2 separate regions of the Anser cygnoides genome follow, and region 2 is linked to region 1. A link is a contact called in public Hi-C data. All regions are on one chromosome and are shown on one strand. Each heading gives the region's core, a stretch centred on a gene start, on an enhancer-like site or on the middle of the called end of the contact. The rest is flanking DNA. Distances are from core to core; before and after follow the strand shown. Region 1 has its middle 100 kb from the start of XIRP1. Region 2 holds the start of GORASP1 (golgi reassembly stacking protein 1).

The links. Hi-C and Micro-C count contacts between places; a contact is called where the count stands out from the background.
Region 2: a contact with region 1 is called in a Hi-C map of liver, with 8 times the contacts expected there. The contact joins the promoter of GORASP1 here to the enhancer-like site in region 1. A contact is called at or near these places in 2 of 7 Hi-C or Micro-C datasets (both in liver).

What each region holds. Positions count from the first base shown.
Region 1 is chr2:5,908,262-5,913,552 of Taihu_goose_T2T_genome, forward strand. No RefSeq gene overlaps it. Among named protein-coding and RNA genes, the nearest start is that of XIRP1, 100 kb to the left of the region's middle. Within about 2 kb of position 3,295, at least 3 of the 3 cell types and tissues checked have open chromatin away from gene starts, as enhancers often do. A contact at or near this core is called in liver, where this site is marked.
Region 2 is chr2:6,107,520-6,112,810 of Taihu_goose_T2T_genome, forward strand. It overlaps GORASP1 (golgi reassembly stacking protein 1), which reads left to right and starts at 2,595. Exons shown (of 9, transcript XM_048062393.2): 1 at 2,595-2,821; 2 at 4,742-4,822. The coding sequence starts at 2,759. It overlaps LOC106036814 (a long non-coding RNA gene), which reads right to left and starts at 1,778. Exons shown (of 3, transcript XR_010829044.1): 1 at 1,667-1,778; 2 at 826-959.

The DNA.
Region 1 (5,291 bases), core at 2,045-4,544:
TTGAATTCAGTCTTTTTCCTGGCTTAAAGATAGCTGGTAATTGACTTACAGCTTCCTCTCCACAGGAAATTACAGTACCATATTCCCTTTTATGCCGGTGTGTCATGGAAACATTCCCGTGGATTTGGGGGAAAAGGAAGAATGAAAAGGTGAGAGAATGATAGAAATCTGCCTCTGGTCTTTAGTCTGCTGTGGCTTGCCCTGATGAGAGGGGCTCAGGTTTTGTCCTGATGAGGACGGTCACTAAGAAGAACTGCACGGTGTTCGTGGTCATCACAGCCCACACAGGGACTTTCACTTGGGTCTAGGTAATTAGTGTTCCTGAAGTTTTCTTGAAAGGTCACTCTTGCTTTTTCAAATGATGGCTGTTTCTCCTTGTCTGTTCCTAGAGAATGATTAGAGAGAGAAAAAGGTCCTTGTGTCCAGTCCTGGCTATATTCCTATTCCAGCTCAGAGTGTTACAAGACTGTCGTGGTTACCTTGAGTGCCCATGCAGAAAGGCATATCTGCATCTTCTTGTGGACTGTGGATTTACCAGCCACTGAACAGTGAAGGAGAAGACACTTCAAAGGCTCAAAAATCATACTTTCAGTGCAGGAAGCATGCTAACAAACCTACAGAAGAAGGAAGCCAATGCTAACCATATTAGCTAAAACTACAAAGTCTTTCAAGGTTCATTTGGCAGAACAAAACTGATTTCTGGGGATGGCCAGGAAGGCTGTTTCCCCTTTGGAAGTGGATTATACAAGCAGGTGCACGAAGCAGGTTTTATGATGGAGCGCAGTAACAGCTGGAGGTACCAGCACGGGATTGGGTTTCCTGGCTTGGCCCAAGATTATACATTACCACAGGGATTGCCAGAGATGTGCAGTCTGGTTCAGATCAGATAAGAGTATCTGCCTTCTCCCGCTGCCCTCTGTGGATGATACGACAAGACTGGCTCCCGGCGTGATTCTGTGGAGCTGAGCTCCATTCACCTCGGCAGGTAATTTGGTCTGGTGTGTTGTGGAGCATCAGAGCCATGGGAGCTTGAACTCCCATGGCCACAGCTGCTCATGGTGGAGCTGGTGAAGGAGGCACCTTCGTAATTCATCGCATGATCCAGCTTCCCCCTTTGTGGCCTCAGCAAGACGAGCAGCTACTAAACAGCTATAAAAGGCTTTTTCCTTCCGTTTGGTTGCGTGCAGATGGAGACTTGCTGTGGTACAGGCAAGTATGGACCACGTGCCCATGGCTGTGTCATGTTACTTGAGCATCTCCAGGTTGGTAGGTTGCTGTTCCCCTGTTATCCAGCTTTACTGCACCTATTTCTTCTAATATATTGATTTGGGGAAGGCTGGTCTGATAAATTTTCTTCATAGGAATCTAGATAGAAATAAAGCTGCCAAAACATCCATGCACAGGAAGGGCTTTTCTCTCATGTAATTGTAAGTAGGAGGACTGGTGATCTGCAGAAGGAGTCTTTGCATGATACCAGGTAAGCATGGCCCATAATCCACAAGCCCCTGTGGGATATCATCAGGTATCACCTTCAAAGTAAAGGGTCAACTCTGCCAAAGATTGCTATGATCCAATTATGAAACAGCACAAAGAGTCCTCCAGCACTTTACAAAATAGCACAGAGGTCCAAGACCTGACACAGGAGATGGCAGTGAGTAGTGCCGAGCTGGGATTTGAGGAACCCTGGATGTGACGTAGCCAACATTACAATGCTCTCATCTGAACATGCTGATCCAGCTTGATAAGGTGCTGTGGGAAGAATAAACAGCAAATCCACAGGGAAGTCTCACACCAGCAAACCCTAGTGAAGAGGAGAGGCAAATTCTAAGTAGCTGGAGTCCTTTGAGGTTTCTGGTCAAAGTGTCACGGCTGTTCAGAGAAGAGCCTGGAGAATAAAAGACTATAACCGTAACAAAGCAGTATAATTTAGGACTGTAACTCCTGGGGCTGTTGCTGAGCCATCAGGCAGGGGCTGCTGGAGAGCTGTGATATGAGACAGGATGACCTGGAGGGCAGCTCAGCGGGGGGAGACACGTGGTGATGGCCTGGCTGGGTGGGTAAAAGCACGGGGAGCCACTGGGGTTTGCTGTAGTTTTATCTCCTCCGAGATGCCTTGGCTGTACGCACAGGACGTGGCGTGCTGCCACACTCGGGGATGTCTCTGCCAGGGGGGATCAGAACTACAGAGGCTTTGGCACGTGTGTTGGAGCAGGGCTGGGTTGGCCTCTCAGGAGCTGCTGGAAACACGTGTGCTACCAGGCTGGGAGGAGAAATTTGGGTTTGAGAGCAGCCAGAGGGTACGTGCACCACCTCAACTCAATGGTGAAATATAAAGGTCCCCCCCAGCAGCACAAGGGTGTCTGTACTATTAGGCAGTGAGCACAGCACGGATGTGCTGGCATTTCCCAGGTGATGCCCAGGCACAGTGTGGGAGTTGTCACAGGGACATGGTCACACGTCTGTTTTGAAGGACAAGACATCTGTGGCATAGATGACATCAGTGGCATAGACGCAAGCGGTGCTCCTGCACCACACGTCCTCAGGACTGGAAAAGGGACTCGTGCCCACCCTGCTGGCATCTGCAGCCAGGATCGTGCCCTGAATCGGGGCTGGAAGTCAGGGAGGACCTTGCTGTCCATCATGTGCTCAAACCACCTCGCAAAATGGCCTCCTAGAGGGCTGTCTGTTCATTTGTAATCACCTCTGAGCTCTCCCCAGTTTCTGCCAGGTTAACACATGAACTCCTCTGCCCTGCAGTTTCTCAAAAAGAAAAAAAAATTAGGTGGGATCTGGGCTGCAAAATAGCAGCTGAGTGCTCTGCATAGCTACACTTATCTCCTGCAATGTGAACCTTTATTCTGGTACTTGAAGTTTGCCCTGATTTAAATATCCTGACAGTGGTGCATCCCCGTGGCTCTCAAGAGCTGCCATCATTTGAACAGCACTTTGCAAAAATACAAGCTGTGAAATTTCCTGGTTGCTTGGGAAAAAGCAGCGAGGAACTGCTGCTGGCTGCTGTCTTACAGCACAACGGAGCCGCACGCGGGTCGGCATTTCGGCGTTAAAAGTTGGTGAATAATAGGGCTAACAAAATAACAGAAGGTTCTTCCTTGCACTGCCCAGGGAACAGGAAATTCTGCACGGGCGAGCGCGCGGAGGTGAACAAAGCGTTAAAGCCTGGCAGAGCAGCTGCTGCTGACCTTCTGGTCCCAGCACCGCTAAACAAAGCTCCTGTTACAGCTGAACTTTAGTACCAACTTCTGCTGCTCCAGGGATCCTCGCAAAAGTACACAGTGAGCTGCAGCTAGCACGGCGTACCTCGCTGGGGTGGCGGTGAAGCCGGCAGAGGCCACCATGTCCTGTCCCCAGGCTGTCCCCAAAGCCCTCCTTTGCTGTTGCCAGCGGTTTAGGACTCATGAAGATGGTGATCAGTAGATGTTAATTGATATACCCCCCCTAAAGATCTGAATTTCTGCTGAGAGTCTTGGCGATGAGTTCCAAGGGTGAATTCCATGCACTTGGGAAAACATTTCATTTTATGTCTAAAATGTGCTTAATTGCAAATTTTCCAAGTAGTCCTGGGTATAATTGTTCAATATACATCTTTCCCTCCCTATTCACGGTTTTACAAGCTCTAATATCATATTCTCACAGAAATCTTTCATTTCAGAGGAAGAACCCAAATCCTTTCAGTCTGTTCTCACATGGGAGCCTCCCATAGCCTACATTTAACACTGGGCATCCTTGCTTCCTCCTGCATCACTTCTGCAGAAAACAGGATTTGAGGCAATTCCCAGCAGAGGACTTACAGTTATGGTCCAGGCTCTTAGTGTGGCATAATGACATGATGATATGTGAGAAAATTGTGGCAGTTCTCATCCTCCAAGGGGGATGATGCTGGAATATATAACAGGGTTAAAAAAAAAAAAAAAAGACATATTTCCAGGTGAGGCCCTGGAGTCTCCCTGATATTATTCAGGCCCCCAGACCATGAATAAGGAAACACTGTAAGAAATATCCTGCTGGTTCACCTCTTCAAAGAGATATCAAGGTAGTTTTGGGAAAATCAGCTCAAGGAGTGATTTCTAAGAGTCTTCTGATACAGCAAAGTCCCTCTGTGACCCTGCCCTTTCCTCTACATGATCACTTGGTCCAAAAACTGTGAATTTGTCCTATGAAATAATAAATAAGACTCAGCAGACTTTGACGGGGGTGTGGCACTTAATAGAGAAGTGGGACAAAAAATAACCAATATGGGTTGAAATAACAAAAACCATCACCTCGATGCTTTCTGCATGCAGCTGAGTTAGTTGGGTGCCTAGTTTTGACAAGTTGAGCTTTAAATTTGCCCTCATCCATCTCAGTACTTTTTATGCATCCAGCTTACAGTGAGGTCAACCCCAGAGCTGTCCAAGATTTACTTGTTGCAGCTCAGATCAAGAGCTGTCACGTTCCTTGGCCTTACTGCTCCCAACCTGTTGCCATTCTGCTGACAGAAGGGTGAGGGAAATGGGATCCATGTGGATGCTGAAGGTGGACATTGCTCCCCAGATGTGCAAGCATCTGGGGGATGTATTTTGGGAGGCAGGTGGGACACCCATCAGAGGATTACCTGATATTCAACAGTGAAATATTTGAGGTCACCCAAAAGATGAGCTCATTATTTCTAATATCGTTTCCTGGGTGCCTGGGAGGACGAGAACTGAGGAGCTGGGAGACTCTTTGGGCTTTCTTGTTCCCAGCCCAGTGGTAAGAAGTATTCCAAAGCGGGTGAGCTCTCACATGCATGGCTCACAGGCTTCTGTGAACAAAAGGCCATGCGAATTACCACGTTGGATCTCTCTGGGCATGTAACACCCTGTCGTGGCATGGCTGGTAACTTCAAGAAAGCTATGAGAAATGGAACATATGCACCACTCCTCCCACAAAAAGTTCCTCTGAGCTTTTAGTGAGCAACGTTTAGGGACTTCTTGTCCCCCCCAGTGGCAGGATAGCACCTAGATTGTGGGAGTCTGGTACCCAACTCCTCAGCATCCAGCCCGGGGAGACAGGGAGCAGCCACTTTGCCATCCATTTGTTAAAACTTGCGTGTCTCAGTTTGGACCAAACTGCCTACTGTGGAAATTGGTTTCATCAGACATCTGCCCTCAAAGCAACATTAATTACTCAGGATGAATCTTCACCTTTCAAAGACAGTCCAAACTCAACTCCCAGCTGATCTGTGCCTTAATGTGTCCCTGCGATGGAGCAGGACCAGGGCTTGAAAAGTGCCTTGGTTGCACCACAGGTGA
Region 2 (5,291 bases), core at 1,345-3,844, 200 kb after region 1:
CTCATCTGAATGAAGAAGCCCTGGTTTACTTAATCACACCTAGGAGCAACTAGTGATACCTTTAATTATACTTAAAGCCCACTTTCATTTCTACTTTTTTTTTTTTTTTTTTTAATGGGAAGATGTGAGAAAACTATGACTTCATATGGTAATTCAACAATGTCCTCTTTATCATTCTCCATTTATTTTCTTCATAGTTCTCAATGGATTTGCTTTTTGGTTATTACTGATTTCTGAAATGACACTTTTTAAACTCTAGGTCTCAATTCAGGCTGCTGTTGAACAGCTCAGAGGCCACCATTTCACACATCAAATTGGTCAGGATTTTTTGCCATATGGATAATTTTATGTTTATCTACACTTAATTATACCTGAGGCTTTATTGCCTACATAGTCGATATTGCTTATAGTCTAAGATCTTTCTGTAATTCTGGAATTGCTCCTTTTTTTTACTGTTCTGAATAATTCCATGATATCAGTATAATTTGCCGTTTCCTGCTATTCCCTTTTTCCAAACTTTGGGGAATATGAAGAAAATTAGGGTCTAGTTCTTGCCGTACCTCACAGATGATCTTTCCATGAAGTGATCATTCTCTCTTATCTTCAGTTTAGATACCTTATGGTATGGTTGCTTAGTTTCCTTAAAAGCCCTTGATAAGGTTTTTATGAGGGACTTTTGGAAATCTAAACAACCAGATCACTCTTTCCTGTATGTTTGTTAACCCCTTTGGGAACTCCAGTAGTTCTGCCAGACAGTACATCCCTTTATCAAAGGCATGTTGACCCTTCCCAAGAATGTAACACTCAGGTACCCACTAGACTTACTTTTTATTATGGTTGGTTAGTAGGTGTGCTACAGACTCTGGCATCCGTTTTTGGTATGTTTGAAGAAATATTTATTTCTAATATTTGTAGAAATACAATTATATGGCTAACTCCACAGTGTTTCATTGGCCCATCTGTTACAAAAGACATTTTGAACAAAATTTAAGAAAAGATATAGTTGTGTAATAAGGTTCCCAAATGTGTGTAGGTGTGTAGCAGGAAACACAGAAAAAATGTTTAAGACAAATTTATTTTTTTCTGAATATTTGCATGCACTTCTACCACATGCTCAATGAATATAATGCACAGATCTGCAATCCCACATTGGAAATTACAGAGGAAAAAGTGACCTTAAAAAGGCTCCTAAGAATATCCTGGTCAGGATAAGCCAGTATGTATGGCTTTTGAACATAAATAGCTATTGAAGTGATGGGGAATTTAAGAGCTTCACTTGGAAGAAAAGGCAAGGGATGGAGGAAACAGCTTTTTTATTGCTCTGTCTTTATGCATCGCACTTGAACCACAGGAATAATGTGGATAGATCCTTTGGAAAAATGACATCTCAGAGGTTCAAGCAGTAAGTACCAATTAGTTTAACCAAAATGGATGCTTTTATACTGAAATGAAAGTACTCATGGAGGAAATATAGCTGACACTTTAACTATATTAATATAGTATTGCTTCAAATTACTACTATTACTCTGAAAACTTTCAGAACTCTTCTGTTACTGAAGATTAAGACTAAAAGGCAGAATCAGAAGAATTCATCCTTAGTAAAGCAGAGTGGAACAGATATGAAATTTCAAGGGGAAGGGAAATATCACCACTTCTTAATAATTACCTAAACACAAGGCTCCATAGGCCTTGAAAATCAGCAGCACTGGATCATTGATTTGCTTCTTCAGTTCCAAGTCTGCAAATTGCCTCAGCTAGTGGAAATACATTTCTTGAGCATAGTAGATAATATATGCCTACAGGGAGGAACAGAACAGAAACACTTTCTCTTTTGAAATGTGTAAAGTGTGTGTTGGTAAAACACATTATCAGCGTAGTGATAGGAGAAGGGGCAATGGTTTTGAACTAGAAGTGGGGAGATTTAGATTTAATTAGATGTAAGGAGGAAATTCTTTACTCAGAGGGCAGTGAGGCCCTGTCCCAGGCTGCCCAGAGGAGCTGTGGCTGCCCCATCCCTGGCAGTGCCCAAGGCCAGGCTGGATGGGGCTGGGGGCAGCCTGGGCTGGTGGGAGGGGTCCCTGCCCATGGCAGGGGGTGGCACTGGGTGATCCTTAAGGTCCCTTCCAACCCAAAACATTCTGTGGTCCTATGAAAAATAATGATGTCATTATTGACTGTAACATTCTCAGAAAGAGCAGTCAGACATTGGAACGGGTTGCCCAGGGAGGTGGTGGCATCACCATTCTGGGGGTGTTCAAAGAGAGGTTGGTCCTGGTGCTTAGGGACATGGTTCAGTGGGTAACATTGGTGGTAGGGGGATGGTTGGACCAGATGATCTTGGAGGGCTTTTCCAACTTTAATGATTCTATGAACAGGAGCATCACTTCGAAAAAGCCGTCAGAATGAGAAGAACAGACAACTATATTTCTCAGAGATTTACGAGTGTACGTGAAGAAAAAGACAAATAAATGAATAAAAATCAAATCCATCCCTGCCTTCCCTCCCTCCCTCACGGGGCTCCTCCCTCAGCGGCGGGGAGCCCCAGCCCAGCCCCAGCCCAGCCCCGTCATGGCGCGGCCGCTGCCCGCCCCCAACAAAATGGCGGCCGGGCGGGAAGCGGCGGCGCTAGCCTAGCGCGGGGCGGTCCCGCCCCACACCGCCCGCCCGCCTCTCCCCGCCGCCCACTCGTCGAGGCCTCCGCGGGGCCGGGCGATGCTCCCCGCCGCCAACTCTTGAGCCGCCGCCCGTCCTGGTGGGCATGGGGCTGGGCTCGAGCTCCGAGGTCCCCGACGGCGGCGCCGAGGGCTTCCACGTCCACGGGGTGAGGGGGCGGCGGCCGAGGGGATGAGGGGGGATGGCCGGGAGGGAGCGGCATGTCGGCGGCCGCCACGGCGGCAGGGGAGGAGCGGCGGCTGCCGGCAGGTCCTGGGGTCCCCCAGCCCGGCGGCTTCCACTGGGGAGCCCCAAAACTTTTTGACAGGCTCCGGGGCTCCTTCACCGGCAGCGTTACCTCGCTCCCCGCCGGGTTCCCTGCACCCGGGGCCGCTCCTCGCAGGCCGGACGTGTGGCGGCGGGTTTGCTGTAGCCTCTGCCGTGTTAACAGCTGTTTAATAAGACAAAATGAGCCGTCCTTGCCTTGCGCCGCTGCTGTTCTTCCCCAAACAGCAGCAGAAACGTGCTGCTTCCCACTCCATCAGCAGTTTGTGCTTCCCGGAGTTGCAAGATGTGTTCGGGGTACCGGTATGCTCCCTTCTTCTGCTTTTGTCAGCCTCTTTCATTGACTTAGCTCTGTCAGAAAAGACCATCGGTCACGAAATGTTCCCCCCATTTTTCTGTTAAATACACGATATTGCTTAGTTGTCTGTTGACTGAGCGATGATTGTTGAATTTTGTGACCTATGGTGTGCAAGAGGCAGTCTGTTTTTTCTTTTTTTACTTTTTCTTTCTCCTTTTTTTTTTTTGTTGTTTTGTTTTGTTTTGGTTTTCCTCCAGGGATTTCATGCAAATTTTGCCAGGGTGTCATTTAGTTTTCAAAAACACTGCAGGCTTTTTTGCAACTCCCAGCTCCATACGAGAATCTGCGTGGCTCTCAGACATCTGAACAGGTGTCGCGAGCTCTGTAATAACTTCCACGACTTCTTGTGTACATTTTAATCTTTGGCATTGTGGTATATGATAGTTTCATTGTAAAGCTTTTTGCATGTTATTTAGAATTGGAGTGCAGACAGAACTTTTTTTTTTTTTTTTTTAACCTTGTAGCTTGGTTCAGTGTAATGTGGCAATTTGCTACTGATGCCCTTTATGGTTGTGGTGAGAGTTGATGCTTCCTTCACCCATTGTGGTTAACATCACTTGTCTTGACTATTTGATAATAAAGCATGAATTTTCGCTTTTAAAGTTTCTGCTGAAGTAACTATGCTAATACTTTTTTTTTTTTTAACCCACATAGACAGCTATGCGAGGAATAGCCCCAATACAGATGCGGCTTTATCTATTTAATAGTGAAACGGTTTACGATGTAGCACGAGACCAATTATAAAATGTAGCAGTTGTAACTTTGTAAATGAAACTTCTGAACTTCTTATTTTAGATGATGTGTGGGTTATAACTTAGCCACTGAAAGCACGGGATGGCTTTCAGGACTCAAATATATTGCAGGTTACGGGCTGTACTTTGGTGTTCACGAACAGTAAAGCAGCGTTAGGATGTTTGCAATGGTTCCCTTAGCATTAAGTTGCTTTGCTGCTATGCTTCTAAAAGATATACTCTGCGTATATCAAGTTCTGTTAGCCATGCATTTGTAGCATACTCTTCTAAGTGTTCCTATTCTAATGTGCTTGAAGTTGTGTTTATGAAAAAATAGCACTTTAACTGGGGGCTCTCCAAGAGCTCAGGCAATTAGTAGCATGGAAGAAAATCCCCAAGCAGCTCTTGGAAAACTGAGCCCTTCTCCAGAGTCTTCAGTAGTTAATAACTCCACGCTGTGTGCTCTGAATCGCAATACTTGTTTCTTATGTGGGGTTCAAAACCTATATTTGGCAGCTTAATTCGGCCACCTGTTGTTCTTAGTTCTATAAAAAATAAATTCACAATCGTGGACTGCTTCCCAAGGTCTGTCACTTGGTATCTCTTTTCTGGTTCAATCAAAAGTAAATATTGAATCAAGTGTAAAGATTAACACTGTGTCACTTAGTGTAACCACAGATCCATGTATAGTAATAAAAAACTGTATGCTTTGCAGGTTCAGGAAAACTCCCCAGCTCAACAAGGAGGACTGGAACCTTTCTTTGATTTCATCATTGCAATAGGACACACTAGGCTTGTAAGTCTTTTCTCTTTTTTTTCTTTCCTATATAAAGCATGGCTATTGTAATTATGAAAGGTAGAAGCCAAAGCTGTCAGAACAGAGAACGCATGTTCTATTGGACATGGATATGGTATTAAAAAGATGAAGTAAAACTTGGTAGTGTTTAAAGTCTTTTCTCTGGCTGGATACAAATTTGACGAAAGAGTCTTATTTATGCCTTTAGTCACCTTAACTTCTTAACAGATTAACACTATATTTATGATATCACTCATTCATGCATATTTTCTGCCACAAGGTGATTACTGAACTAGTGAGTCAATGGTAAGAGCTTGCTTTGTTTAAGCAAACCTGTTTCAGGATTTGATAAAATATGAAAAAGAACCATTAACGAGAAGAAAACCGCCACGTGGCCTGTTAGCTTATACTTTAAGGCTGGTAACACAGTTCCGTATGGTGAGTTATCAAAGAGGAGTTGAGTAAACTT